2 separate regions of the Ovis aries genome follow, and region 2 is linked to region 1. The links are chromatin contacts, called in public Hi-C maps. All regions are on one chromosome and are shown on one strand. The core of a region is the stretch at or near the end of the contact, and the rest is flanking DNA. Distances in the headings are between cores, read along the strand shown.

What was found. Hi-C and Micro-C count contacts between places; a contact is called where the count stands out from the background.
Region 2: a contact with region 1 is called in a Hi-C map of liver, with 6 times the contacts expected there. The contact joins two enhancer-like sites. A contact is called at or near these places in 7 of 16 Hi-C or Micro-C datasets (liver, mixed tissues, omental adipose tissue and 3 more).

Annotation. Positions count from the first base shown.
Region 1 is chr16:58,616,564-58,622,958 of ARS-UI_Ramb_v3.0, reverse strand. The region is part of intron 8 of ANKH (ANKH inorganic pyrophosphate transport regulator); the gene reads right to left. Among named protein-coding and RNA genes, the nearest start is that of OTULIN, 70 kb to the left of the region's middle. Within about 2 kb of position 2,393, at least 18 of the 54 cell types and tissues checked have an H3K27ac peak or open chromatin away from gene starts, as enhancers often do. A contact at or near this core is called in liver, where this site is marked.
Region 2 is chr16:58,332,965-58,339,359 of ARS-UI_Ramb_v3.0, reverse strand. No RefSeq gene overlaps it. Among named protein-coding and RNA genes, the nearest start is that of TRNAC-ACA, 57 kb to the right of the region's middle. Within about 2 kb of position 3,504, at least 5 of the 54 cell types and tissues checked have an H3K27ac peak or open chromatin away from gene starts, as enhancers often do. A contact at or near this core is called in liver, where this site is marked.

The DNA.
Region 1 (6,395 bases), core at 1,144-3,643:
TGGTACATATACAGAGTGGAGTATTACTCAGCCATTAAAAAGAATACATTTGAATCAATTCCAATGAGGTGGATGAAACTGGAGCCTATTATACAGAGTGAGGTAAGCCAGAAAGAAAAACACCAATACAGTATACTAACGCATATATATGGAATTTAGAAAGATGGTAACGATAACCCTGTATGTGAGACAGCAAAAGAGACACAGATGTATAGAACAGTCTTTTGGACTCTGTGGGAGAGGGAGAGAGTGGGATGATTTGGGAGAATGGCATTGAAACATGTATAATATCATATATGAAACGAATCGCCAGTCCAGGTTCAATGTATGATACTGGATGCTTGGGGCTGGTGCACTGGGATGACCCAGAGGGATGGTACGGGGAGGGAGGAGGGAGGGGGGTTCAGGATGGGGAACACGTGTATACCTGTGGTGGATTCACGTTGATGTATGGAAAAGCCAATACAATATTGTAAAGTAATTAACCTCCAATTAAAATAAATAAATTTATATTAAAAAAAAGTGAACGCTGGACTACTGAAGTTTTGGAGAGAAGCGTGGAGGCGGGCAGAGGTGGGGTTCAGGGGAAAGGCACTAACTCTTCTCAGTAACTTACTGTATGCCAAGAGCTTTCCTTCACTGATGTTCAGTCAGTAAGTCCTATCCGACTCTCTGTGACCCCATGAACTGCAGCACGCCAGACTCTTCTGTCCTCCACCCTCTCCCAGGTTTGCTCAAATTCATGTCCGTTGAGTCGGTGATGCTACCATCTCATCCTCTGCTGCCCCCTTCTCTTTCACCTTCAATCTTTCCCAACATCAGGCTCTTTTCCAGTCATGTCATTTAACCCTTATCCCAACCCCAGGATCGTGGCATTATGGAATGGGGCCAGGAGTTCGACCCTGGCTGTGGGGACTCAGAAGGGTTGCTCCCCCACGTTTCTGGGGTGTCTGAAGGCGCTCAACTGGCCAATGGCAGCCAGTACCCAGAGACTGAGAGGGCCACCAAGTGAGAAAGTCTTAACTTCAGCACTTTCGGTCCTTTTCGTCCCTACCCCACCCCGCCCCCATCCACAAGAGGTCCTTCTCTTCTCCTGGATAATCTGAACAATGAGAAAGCAGTCTCGGGGCGCGGGGGTGGGGAGCCAGCAGAAACAAAGCCACAAACAGGCCGCCCTTGTTGGCGACACAGACAGGACCAGGATGGCACCAAGACTGGGATAAGGCTCATAGTGTTCACCACCCCAGCGGCCGAGGGGTGGCTCGTGGGTCCAGTGCAGCCACAGGAGTGAGCCTGGGTCACCCTCAAGAACTGACCTTTTTTTTTTCGGTTTTTGAAGATTTTTTGATGTGGATCATTTTTGAAGCCTTTATTGAATTTGCTATAATATTGCTTCTCTCTAGGTTTTGCTTTTTGGCCCTGAGACATGTGGAATCTTAGCTTCCTGACCAGGGGTCTAACTGGTACCCGCTACACTGGAAGGTGAAGTCTTAGCCACTGAACCACCAGGGAAGTCCTGAACTGATCTTTTAACTCTGAGCACAGGAGGTCGTCCTATGGGATGGTGGTTTTTGCTCTTCCTTAGCTCAGATTTCGCACCTTTCCAGCACCTATGAGAAGGACTCAGGGCTGAATGCTTGGCTGAGATGCAGCTCTGACTAGAGGGATGCGACTAAGAAAAGGGGATTCTTGCTGTGCTCGTTGGACGCTGACATGTGTGGATGCAGACACATCCTATCCTGTGAAGCCACAACAGAGAAGTAACGTGCAGACGAGAGCACGTGAGACTGTCCATTATATTTGTTGCTCAGTTGCTTGTTTGTGTCTGACTCTGCGACCCCATGGACTTCTGCACGCCAGGCTTCCCTGTCCTTCACTATCTCCTGGAACCTGTTTGAACTTATGTTCATTGAGTTGGTGATGCCATCCAGCCATCTAGTCCTCTGTTGTCCCCTTCTCCTCCTGCCTTCAGTCTTTCCCAGCATCAGGGTCTTTTCCAGTGAGTCGGCTCTTTGCATCAGGTGGCCGAAGTATTGGAGGTTCAGTTTCAATACAATATGGACATGGAAACAGTGGGGCTCATCTTGAACTGCTAGATGCAAAACTGCTCCTTTTTAAAAAAATCTTTTTCATTGGAGTAGAGTTGCTTTATACTGTTGTGTTAGTTTCTGCTGTATAGCAAAGTGAATCAGCTCTATAATCCCCTCTTTTTTTGGATTTTCCTTCCCATTTAGGTCACCACAGAGCACTGAGTAGGAAAACTGATCCTTACATGATGAAAAAGTCCCCTAGCTGGGGAAACTGAGGCTGTAACAGGCAGGGCTGGGCGAGCCTCCAGGCCTGTGACCGGTAGGCCAGGCATTTTCTGATGTTTTCCACTGGCAGTCGCCCTTAGCTCAGCTGTGCAGGCCTTGCAGGGAGCAGGTGGCTGGAGCTGGCCTGGCAGGATTAGAGGTGCTATAAATACTACCACTGTCAGTGAGCTTGCTGCCTTTCAAAGGTGGTGGCCCCTTGGGAGGTGGGGCAGAGAGGACGCGGCAGAGTGGAGTCATCTGCATCTGTGGGATTTGTGCTTCTCAAGGACTCACTTACTGTGAACAGCAGAAGCAGCATTTCAAGATTAGCTGAAACTCCCCACAAGGGATTATCTCAGTGTGTCCCAGAGGAAGACGCTGATGGAGTGGGTGTTTTTGACTGCTTCTTTCTCTGATGGAAAGCCTTTTTGCTTTCTTTCCCACAGGGAGGGTCCCTCTGAGGCCCTGAGGTTCTGAAGCTTTAGGACACAAATGTTTTAAATGTCAAGCCTCCGCCCTTTAAATTCTGCGGTGGCCACCACCCCCCGGACGGCATGTGATTTCCATGCTGGCCTTGGCAAGACGAGACAGGCACCTATCAGTGTTGCAATTCCAAGTTTGATTTCTACAGAGCACATGCTCACCTCCTCCCTCTCCAGCAACCTGCCAGCGAACCCCTCCCCAGTGAGGCTGAGCTCGGGAGGCCAGGGACCAAGACAAAGAACAGCCCCATTGGATGGGATCACGGCCATCAGGGAGGGGAACGGCCACTCACGTGGGAGTGACCATGTCCTGTTAAGCTCACAATAACCAGGGAAATTGAAAAAAAATGAAATAAAGAGATTTCAAAATTTGTGAGAAAGAGGCAAGGAAAATAAAATAAAACCAGAGTTTCTGAAAGGAGCTGGAATGCTCTCGAAAGAGAAATTCCTGCCCACCTGCCACAACTAGAAAGGAGAACAGGTGGTCCCCAGGCTGCTCTTGGGGGGGAGGGAATGTGCCAGGCGAGGAGGAGGTATCTGCTGTCTCCCTGCCTTGGTCTGCCAGCTCTCAGGCTCTCTCTTTCCCAGTTCCTGGGAGGTGAGCCCAGATGATGTCTAAGAACTACCACCTCCAAGGGCTGGCAATCTCATGGACGAATAAGGTCAGGAGGGTCAAGCCCAGATGGGTGCAAGTGCTGAGATCCAGAAAAGAGCTTTAAACAAATATGTTCAAGGTAAGAAAAGGAAAGGGAAAGAACCACTAGGGTCCAAGGATACATTCAAAAACGGCTCTGAGTTTGCCGTTTCCATGAAGGAGGGTCACCTTAAAACAGGTAAGCAAACATGGTTAAAAGGGATTTGAAGACCAAAAGTAATGAGAGGCAGCGAAGCATTTTGTCTGTTCAAGTCCCAAATTGCTAACAGCATCTGGACTGAAAACACTCATAGACGTAGCAGAAAAAGTGATTGCAGAGATTCTAGGAGCTCGAGGTAGGCAAATCCCCTGAAGATGGATTTGAGAAGGGGCCAGCCCCCTACCACCGTGGGACTAGGACTTACCAGCTCTTGTGTTTCCCCTTCTAACTGTGCTACCCGGCTAAAAGAAAAAACCTATGTAGCCTTAGGCTGCATTGATGAGAATTATAAAGTTAAAACCAGACCAATTTACTCCTTTAGCTCAGGTCAGACCTAATTTGGAGTTTATGCTCCATGTTCTCAGAGGAGAACCAACAGGGACAATTCAAAGAGCAGAACCAAAACACCGCAGGGTCTGGAAGTCAGGCTGTTAAAAGGTATTGAGCTGGGCTTTGGCTAGTTGAAAGGCTGCCACGTGGAAGGTGGATTAGATGCACCCTGTGGCAAAGGGTGGGCTTCCCCTGTGGCTCAGCAGGTAAAGAATCTGCCTGCAAGGCAGGAGCCACAGGAGACGCGGGTTCGACCCCTGGGCTGGGAAGCTCCCCTAGAGAAGGAAATGGCAACCCACTCCAGTATTCTTGCCTGGAGAATCCCATAGACAGAGGAGCCTAGTGGGCTACAGTCCATGGGGTTGCACAGAGTCGGACACGACAGTGGGCACGCAGGCATGTGGCAAAGGACAGAGAGATGAGGATGATGCCCCATCAGCCCTTCATCTGGGGGGCGTTACGTCACCACCTCCTCCCTGCCTCCCAGGGAGTCGGATTCTAACTACTTCTACAGTTTTGATTCTGCAGGGACCTACTGGTTTCCGCAGCAATCATTTTGTTATTATGACAGTGCGCTTTACACGTGTATTCGGTCAAAAAATAATTACTGGGCACCTGTCCCATGCCAGGCACTATGGGCATATATTGGATTGGTTAATAAGTTTGTTCAGGTTTTTCCATCCAATGTTATGGAAAAACCTGAATGAACTTTTTGGCCAATTCGACACAATGGCGAACATGGCAGAGGCGATGCCAGCCTCATGGAGTCCCCGTGACTACAGAGCACGGTGTCGAGATGGGGGCTCAGGGACAGCAGCGGCCGCAGGGCGTGGGAAGCCGGCTGACCACATCCAGTCCCAGTCCCAGGTGCTGGACGAGGAGGTGGAGAGAGGGTTTCAGGCAAAAGGGACAACATGGGCAGAAGCTTGGGTGAGAGAACACACACAGTGACCCTTCAGTCCCAAGAGCTCTGGGCGGCTGGAGTGGGCAGCAGGGTGTTGAGATGGGCCTGGTGCTGTATGTTTCAGGTTCGAGTTTACATTGGTACCAGGGAGCCAGTATGCTGTCCACTCCATGAGGACTGGTTTGGACGCGATGTGCGTGGAGCCCCCCTGGGAGCTGTGGTTCCAGAGGAGGGGGAGCTATATGAGTAGAAACAGGGATGTGCTTAGTTGCTCAGTCATGTCTGACTGTTTGCAACCCCATGGACTGTAGCCCGCCAGGCTCCTCTGTCTATGGGGATTCTCCAGGCAAGAATACTGGAGTGGGTTGCCACGCCCTCTTCCAGGGGATCTTCCCAACCCAGGGATCGAACCCAGGTCTCCCTCACTGCAGGCAGATTCTTTACCAGCTGAGCCACCAGGGAAGCCCAAGAATCCTGGACTGGGTAGCCTATCCCTTCTCCAGGGGATCTTCCAACCGGGGTCTCCTGCATCGCAGGTGGATTCTTTACCAGCTGGGCTACCAGGGAAGCCCAGAAAGAGGACTATGAGGTGGCGAATGGAGAAGAGGGAGGTCCCAGGGGTGTTTAGGAGGAGGCCAAGACAGGGCTCTGTGCCTGAGTGGACCTCAGGATGAGGAAGATGGCCAAGCCAGGGAGGAGTCCAGGCTTCCGGTTCTGGCAACTCCAGGCAGAAGTCCATGCTGGTCACTGAAGCAGGGTAATGGAGAGGAGAAAGAGTGCCAGCCACAAGCACCCTCTGGGACAGGATGGGCTGGCACCCGAGGGAAATCAAAGCACATCTGCGCAAAGGAGGCAGTTAGTATTTGGGTGAGAAGCTCGGGAGACAGATGCGAGGGAAAGATGCTGCTTCAGGAAATCAGCCAGATGGGCAACCAGAGTCACACTCTGCAGAAGGAGGGCTGAGGAGGGAGGAGGTCACTCAGACAGAGGGAGGTGCCCACCTGGAGTGAGGAAGAGGGATATTCCAGCCAGGAGCCTGTGAAGAAAGTGAAAGTTGTGTCCGACTCTTCGTGACCCCGTGGATTGTAACCCATGGAATTTTCCAGGCAAGAGAACTGGAGTGGGTGGCCATTTCCTTCTCCGGGGGATCTTCCTGACCCAGGGATCAAACCCAGATCTCCCACATTGCAGGCAGAGGCTTTACCTCTGAGCCACCAGGGAAGATACTCAGAAAGGAAGGCGGCAAAGCAGCTGAGCGGAGAGCCACCGAAGCCGCAGGAGATGAGCCTAGGTTGTGGATGACGGCCGCCCCAGATACGGGGGCAGGAGAACAGGAAGGTGTCTGTGGGAGCCGCAGCCTGAGTGCGCAGGGACTGGGGCCAGCTCTCTAGGGGACACTGGCAAACGGGGGCAGGAACGCAGCACAGAAGGACCACCTAGGTAGGAACAGGTGTCCCTCGCTTCAGAAGGAGGAGGCAGGTGGGCTGCAGTGGGGAGTGCAGATGGCCCAGGTGGGGAGCACAGATGGGGG
Region 2 (6,395 bases), core at 2,255-4,754, 280 kb after region 1:
AAGAAGATGCTGGGTACATTAGAGTACCATCTTACTGGGGTCTGGATGTCAGTCTTTTTTAATAGGACAGAGAAGAGAAGGAGACGAGGAAGTAAAAAGACCATTGAGTGGCCTGCCGTGTCCCACTCTTTGTGACACCATGGACTGTCTAGCCCACCAGGCTCCTCTGTCCATGGGATTTTCTAGGCAAGAATACTGGAGTGGGTTGGCATTTCCCTCTCCAGGGGATCTTCTCCACCCAGGGATCAAACTCAAGTCTATTGCATCTCCTGCACTGGCAGGCAGATTCTTTACCACTGCAACACATGAGAAGTCCAAGAAGGCCATTAGGCTTGCAAAATATCTCTTGGCTTGGCCAACATCAGAGAGCAAGTGTGTTAATTTCTTTTCTGCAGCCATTCACAGGTGGGCAAGGGCAGAATATCTTCCATGTGCTGAACCAAGACACTTTAACATTCAGGTAGAGTGGCAGGTTCCCTGAGAGAGGCCAGTATGTATGCTTACAGCTATAGACAGAATCCATCTAGTGATTATAATAACAAAAGCAAGAAAAGGCAAAGGTTAAAGTAAAGTCCACAGATACAAAATAGAGTCAGATTTTGCTGTTCCCTGTTACCGTTAGAAAGACTTTTAGGATAGAATCAAGAGCTTGATGACTCTTGGAAAGTGAGGAATGAAAGAAAGGGAGGAATCTAGAATGTAGTCAGTGACATTTATCTAACCAAGTTTTACTAAACTCTCACTACATCATAGATTATTGGCTGACTTGAGTCCACAATGGTGGAGAGGATAAACCGGGCCCCTTCTCTCACTAATATCAAGTCAGATGAAGATGAAAAACAACTAATTACTTATTTAAAGTGAAGTGAGATAAGTGTGATAGTGGTGGAATGTCTTTCAGATTGTTTTCTTCGTGTTTGCTAGTACTTCTTACCAACCAGAAAGTCCAGAAGATAGAAAAGATGCTAAGTCTGGTTTTGGACATGTTGAGTTTAAGGTGGAATACACAGAAAATAATATGTTATTTCCTAGTGCCATATACATATATACGGGGCTTCCCAGGTAGCTCAGCTGGTAAAGAATCCACCTGCAATGCAGGAGACCTTGATTCAATCCCTGGGTTGGGAAGATCCGCTGGAGGAGGGCATAGCAACCCATTCCAGTATTCTTGCCTGGAGAATCCCCATGGACAGAGGAGCCTGGTGGGCTATGGTTCATCAGGCTTAGTCGACTGAGCGACTAAGCACAGCACAGCAGCCTACATAAATATACATATATGCACACACATATATGCATACATGAATATATACACATACATATATACGCACATATCTATCTGTGTGTGTGTATATATATATATATGTGGCAGTCACTATTCTAAACTTGGTTTAGTAAAAGTGAATTTTCCCAGTTTAGTATGAAGTAAGTGAAGCAGAAAAAATTACTGGCATGTGTGGAGTACAATTTCTATTAGAAAAAAAGTAGTTTGTAAGAAAAGCAAAAATGCAACATAAAGTATGGGGAAGCAATACAGATTTTGGATGCAATATTTTGCACAGTGATGAGAAAGTATTTCCAGAAAAACATGGTTTTCATTAAGAGCTGAAGGAATGTCCTTGAATAGATGAGAGGTTGTGGGAAGTGGTAGATGAAGAGAGAGTTTGGCCATTGCTAGGAACAGAGGTGGATTATCCACAGTATTTGAATAAACTGTCTGTACCAGACCACCTTACCTGCCTCCTGAGAAATCTGTGTGCAGGTCAAGAAGCAACAGTTAGAACCAGACATGGAACAACAGATTGGTTCAAAATTGGGAAAGGAGTACATTAAGGCTGTATATTGCAACCCTGCTTATTTAACTTATATGGCAAATACATCATGCGAAATGCCAGGCTGGATGAAACACAAGCTGGAATCAAGATTGCCAGGAGAAATATCAATGACCTCAGATACGAAGATGATACCACCCTTGTTGCAGCAACTGAAGAGGAACTAAAGAGCCTCTTGATGAAAGTGAAAGAGGAGAGTGAAAGAGCTGGCTTAAAACTCAACATTTAAAAAAATTAAGGTTGTGACATCCGGTCCCATCACTTCATGGCAAATAAATGGGGAAACAAAGGAAATAGTGACCGACTTTATATTTTTGGGCTCCAAAATCACTGTAGATGGTGACTAGAGCCATGAAATTAAAAGATGCTTGCTCCTTGGAAAAAAAGCTGTGACCAACCTAGACAGCATATTAAAGAGCAGAGACATTACTTTGCTGACAAAGGTAAGTCTAGTCAAGGCTATGGTTTTTCCTGTGGTCATGTATGGATGTGAGAGTTGGACTGTGAAGAAGGCTGAGCACCAAAGAATTGATGCTTTTGAACTGTGGTGTTGAAGGAGACTCTTCAGAATCCCTTGCACTGCAAAGAGATCCAATCAGTCAATCCTAAAGGAAATCAGTCGTGAATATTCATTGGAAAGACTGATGCTGAAGCTGAAGCCCCAATAGTTTGGCCACCTGATGTGAACAACTGACTCGTTGGAAAAGACCCTGATGCTGGGAAAAATTGAGGGCAGGAGGAGAAGGGAACAGCAGAGGATGAGATGGTTGCATCACGTCACTGGCTCGATAGACATGAGTTTGAGTAAGCTCCAGGAGCTGATGATGGACAGGGAAGCCTGGTGTGCTGCAGTCCATGGGGTTGCAAAGAGTTGGACATGACTGAGCAACTGAACTGAAATGAGGAAACAGTATGAAATTTTCTGCAGAAATTATATGTGGAAGCCTATGATCCAGTGATCCTATATCAGGTATATACCTAAAAGAATTAAAATCAGAATCTCAAAGAGATATCTGGACTCCCAGCTTCACTGCAACTTTATTCCCTGTAGCTAAGATGTGGGAACAGCCTAACATCCATTGATGGATGAATGGATAAAGGAAAGGTGATAGATACATACAGAGAAATATTACTCAGGCTTGAAAAATGGAAATCCTGCTGTTCAAGACAACATGGATGTACCTGGAGGACATTATGTTAGTGAAATAAACCCATCACAGAAGGACAAATGCTGCCTGATTCCACTTAGATATTGAAAATGATCAGCTGATAGAGACAGAATAAAATGGTGGTGGGGGAGAGGCTTGCAGGGGGAATGGGGCATTTTGTTCAACAGGTATGAAGCTTTGGCTACACAAGATGAACAAGTTCTGGAGATCTGCTGTACCATGTGATTTGCAGGGCTAACAGGACTGTGTTGTCCGCTTGGAGACTTGTTGAGAGGGTAGACCCCATGTTAAGTGTTCTAGACACAGAGAAGGGTGGGGGCTGGGAGGAAGAGTGCAGGAGAAAACTTTTGGAAGCAATGGTTTCACAGGTATATGCATGCCTCCTAAGTCATCTAAATGTGTATACTGAAAAGAAGTCTTAAAGGGAAGACAAAAATACTGAGGGATTTTATACATCCCTAGCTTGTCGTTTGGGTATATATTTGAGGAACAATGTTGCCCTCTAGTGTTCAAGCTCTTTTGTTTTGTTTTCACACTAGAGAGATGGCAAGGGCTTCCCTGGGGTCTCAGACAGCAGTGTCTGCCTGCAATCTGGGAGACCCAGGTTCTATCCCTGGGTCATGAAGATCCCCTGAAGAAGGGAATGGCAATCCACTCCAGTATTCTTGCCTGGAGAATCCCAAGGACTGAGGAGCCTGGCAGCTACAGTCTATGGGATCGCAAAGAGTTGGACACGACTGAGTGACTAACACAGAGAGAGGTGGCAAAGGGTGCAAGTGTGACTGCAAAGACATAGCAACCTTGTTAATTCAGGTCTCTGCGGCATTTTTGATCAAGGTTTTTAACTTGAGCAAAGATGAAAACATTACTCATGTTTTCTCTTGCTTACTCGTAATAGTCCATTAATTGGAAGAAACCTGGAAAATTTCAGTGTGCACAATGGCGTAAAGCTTGCATAGTCCAGAGTAGACTGTGCTAAGGAAGCTCAGTTCATCCAAGGTCTGGTGACAGCCACACGGTTCACCTAGTTTCCAGGCATTTCTAAAATGTTCAGAGTTTCCCTTAGCCCTACTCGGTAGGTATACGATACACACACGCGTGTGCGCTTATGTACACACACACACACACACGGCACAATTTCATGCTCAGTATGTGTAACTTGGAATTTTTAAAGGCTTTGTTTATTTTCTTGTTACTGGCATATAGCTGCTTCACAATATTGTGTTAGTTTCTGCTGTACAACAGAGTGAATCAGCCCTGTGTATGCAGGTATCCCCTCCCTCTTGAGCCTCCCTCCCACCCCACCCGCCTAGGTCTTTACAGAGCACCGAGCTGAGCTCCTTGCCTTCTATAGCAGCCTCCCACTAGCTGCCCATTTTGCACGTTAGTGCATATGCATCAATCCTAACCACCCAGTTTGTCCCACACTCCCCTCCCCTGCTGTATCCACATGTTTGTGGATTTTTACCGAAACCATTCTTTCAAAACAGATATCTTAAACTAAAGTATTTTTAAACCTTTTCCCCACCCCGCCTCCTCTTGCTCTGAGTAATGATCAGATACATTTTTGTTTTGAACTCACAAGAATGCTGTCTTTTGGGAAAACAAAGTCAAGAGAATGAAGGCAGGATAGTAATGCTGTTTTCCCCTTTATAAATGGAGAAAAAATGCATATGAATTTAAAAAAAAAGACAACATACAGTTAGTGTTGGTTGGTAGTATGTGCCTCGCCTTGCCTCATTTAAAAAATTTCTCTAGAAGTTGGGAACATCCAGGGCCTCTTTGGACTGCGAGAAATTCTGTAACACAAAATGGACACTACGGACAGGCAGACACATCTGGCTGAGTCTGGGACTTGCTAGTTCTCCCTGAGATGTATCTAACCTCTCTGAGTCTCAATTTATGCAAAATAGGAACAGTAATCCATCTCCCAGAGGCATAACATTAAATGGGATAAAGTGTGTGAAAGCGCTTAGAACAGTAAACGTCAGCATGAACAAAGGAGACGTGACATAAAAAATGCACCACAAATTCTTTACAATACTGTTTTGCTATCAAGTAAAATAAGCTACTCCAGAACCAAATTAGAAAGATTTTTACCTTTGGAATCATTTTCAGCAATGATATATCAGTATACAGTCTAAATCCCAAAGCAAATTCTGTAAGCCAAACTGTCGAGCCCTCTCTCTGTCTCTTGCGGTCAAAGCAGTCATAACTTTGTTCTTTGTACTGTGCCTCTGATTCTTCTCTGCTCCTTCCAAAATTGCCTTGAAGCTATTGCCAAAGTTGTGAATCATTAATAAAATCCAGGGTGAACCCTCTTCCTGTAAATATTATTGCTAAAAGGACTATTTAGAAATTTCTTTTGCCTGTTAATTTGCAACAATCTTAATCAATTGTTTGAGATAATCTTCCTGTCAAAACTGGCCTCCTGTCTTGCCTGTTTTTGTTATTCTGGGTGGACTTTGAACCAAACTTTCCTTAACTAAAAATTTTCTTTGAGTATGATCTTCAGTCAACGTGGGACAGGACTCCAGGCTATCAGCCTGATCTGATGTAATGGACCTCTCCCCAACAGCCTCCATTCTTGGAACTCATGAGAATTCCAGCATGTGAGGGATGAGATTGGAGATCACCCTTCTCACCAACCACCAACCTCAGGCTCCATAGCTCAGGACTCTTTCAATCCAAAGTTAAAGGAGACCAACATAAATTAAGCAGCAAAGATAATTTATATGTTTGACAGACATAGGAGTCTATAGTAGACATCCTCTTGGAATATCTCAAAAAATACTCTCAGGATTTTCTCTGAGGCTTGGCAATGTTTTAGGAGAGTCATACAGAGTATACTTTTCAGAATTTTGTCTTCATTAGGATGCTTCAATGTTCAGTCTCCAGGAGAGCTGTGAACCTCCTACTGGGTCCCTTCCAGCTTTGTGCCTGAACAGTTCATCTCCCAGAAATCCCGTGAACACTGATCATTGTCTGGGGGCAGGGATCTTTAGATTTTGAATGTCCTAGGCAAGGCTGGCTACATAATCTGCTGGGCTCAGTGCTAAGTGAAAATGCAGAATCTCCTTTTCAAAAAAGAGGAGAAAGCACCATTAGAGTATTAATACTAAAATATTAACCTCTTCCTCTTCTGCGGCCTCTCTCCACTTTTCATGGTGTTTTAAATTTTCTATTTAATGTCATGCTCTGTTGAGCATGGGGATACTGACTAGGAGAGACTGGGCCTTCAAAGGCGCCGACATCCCTAGTACATTCTGTAAGGCAAGTGGGAAAAGAAATACATTTATCAACCATTTTGACATTACCTTTTTCCTAGCATTCCACTTTGTTTTCCGGCAGAGGTTTTCTGTGTGTTTTCTCAACCATATTGCTGAGTCATTTGATA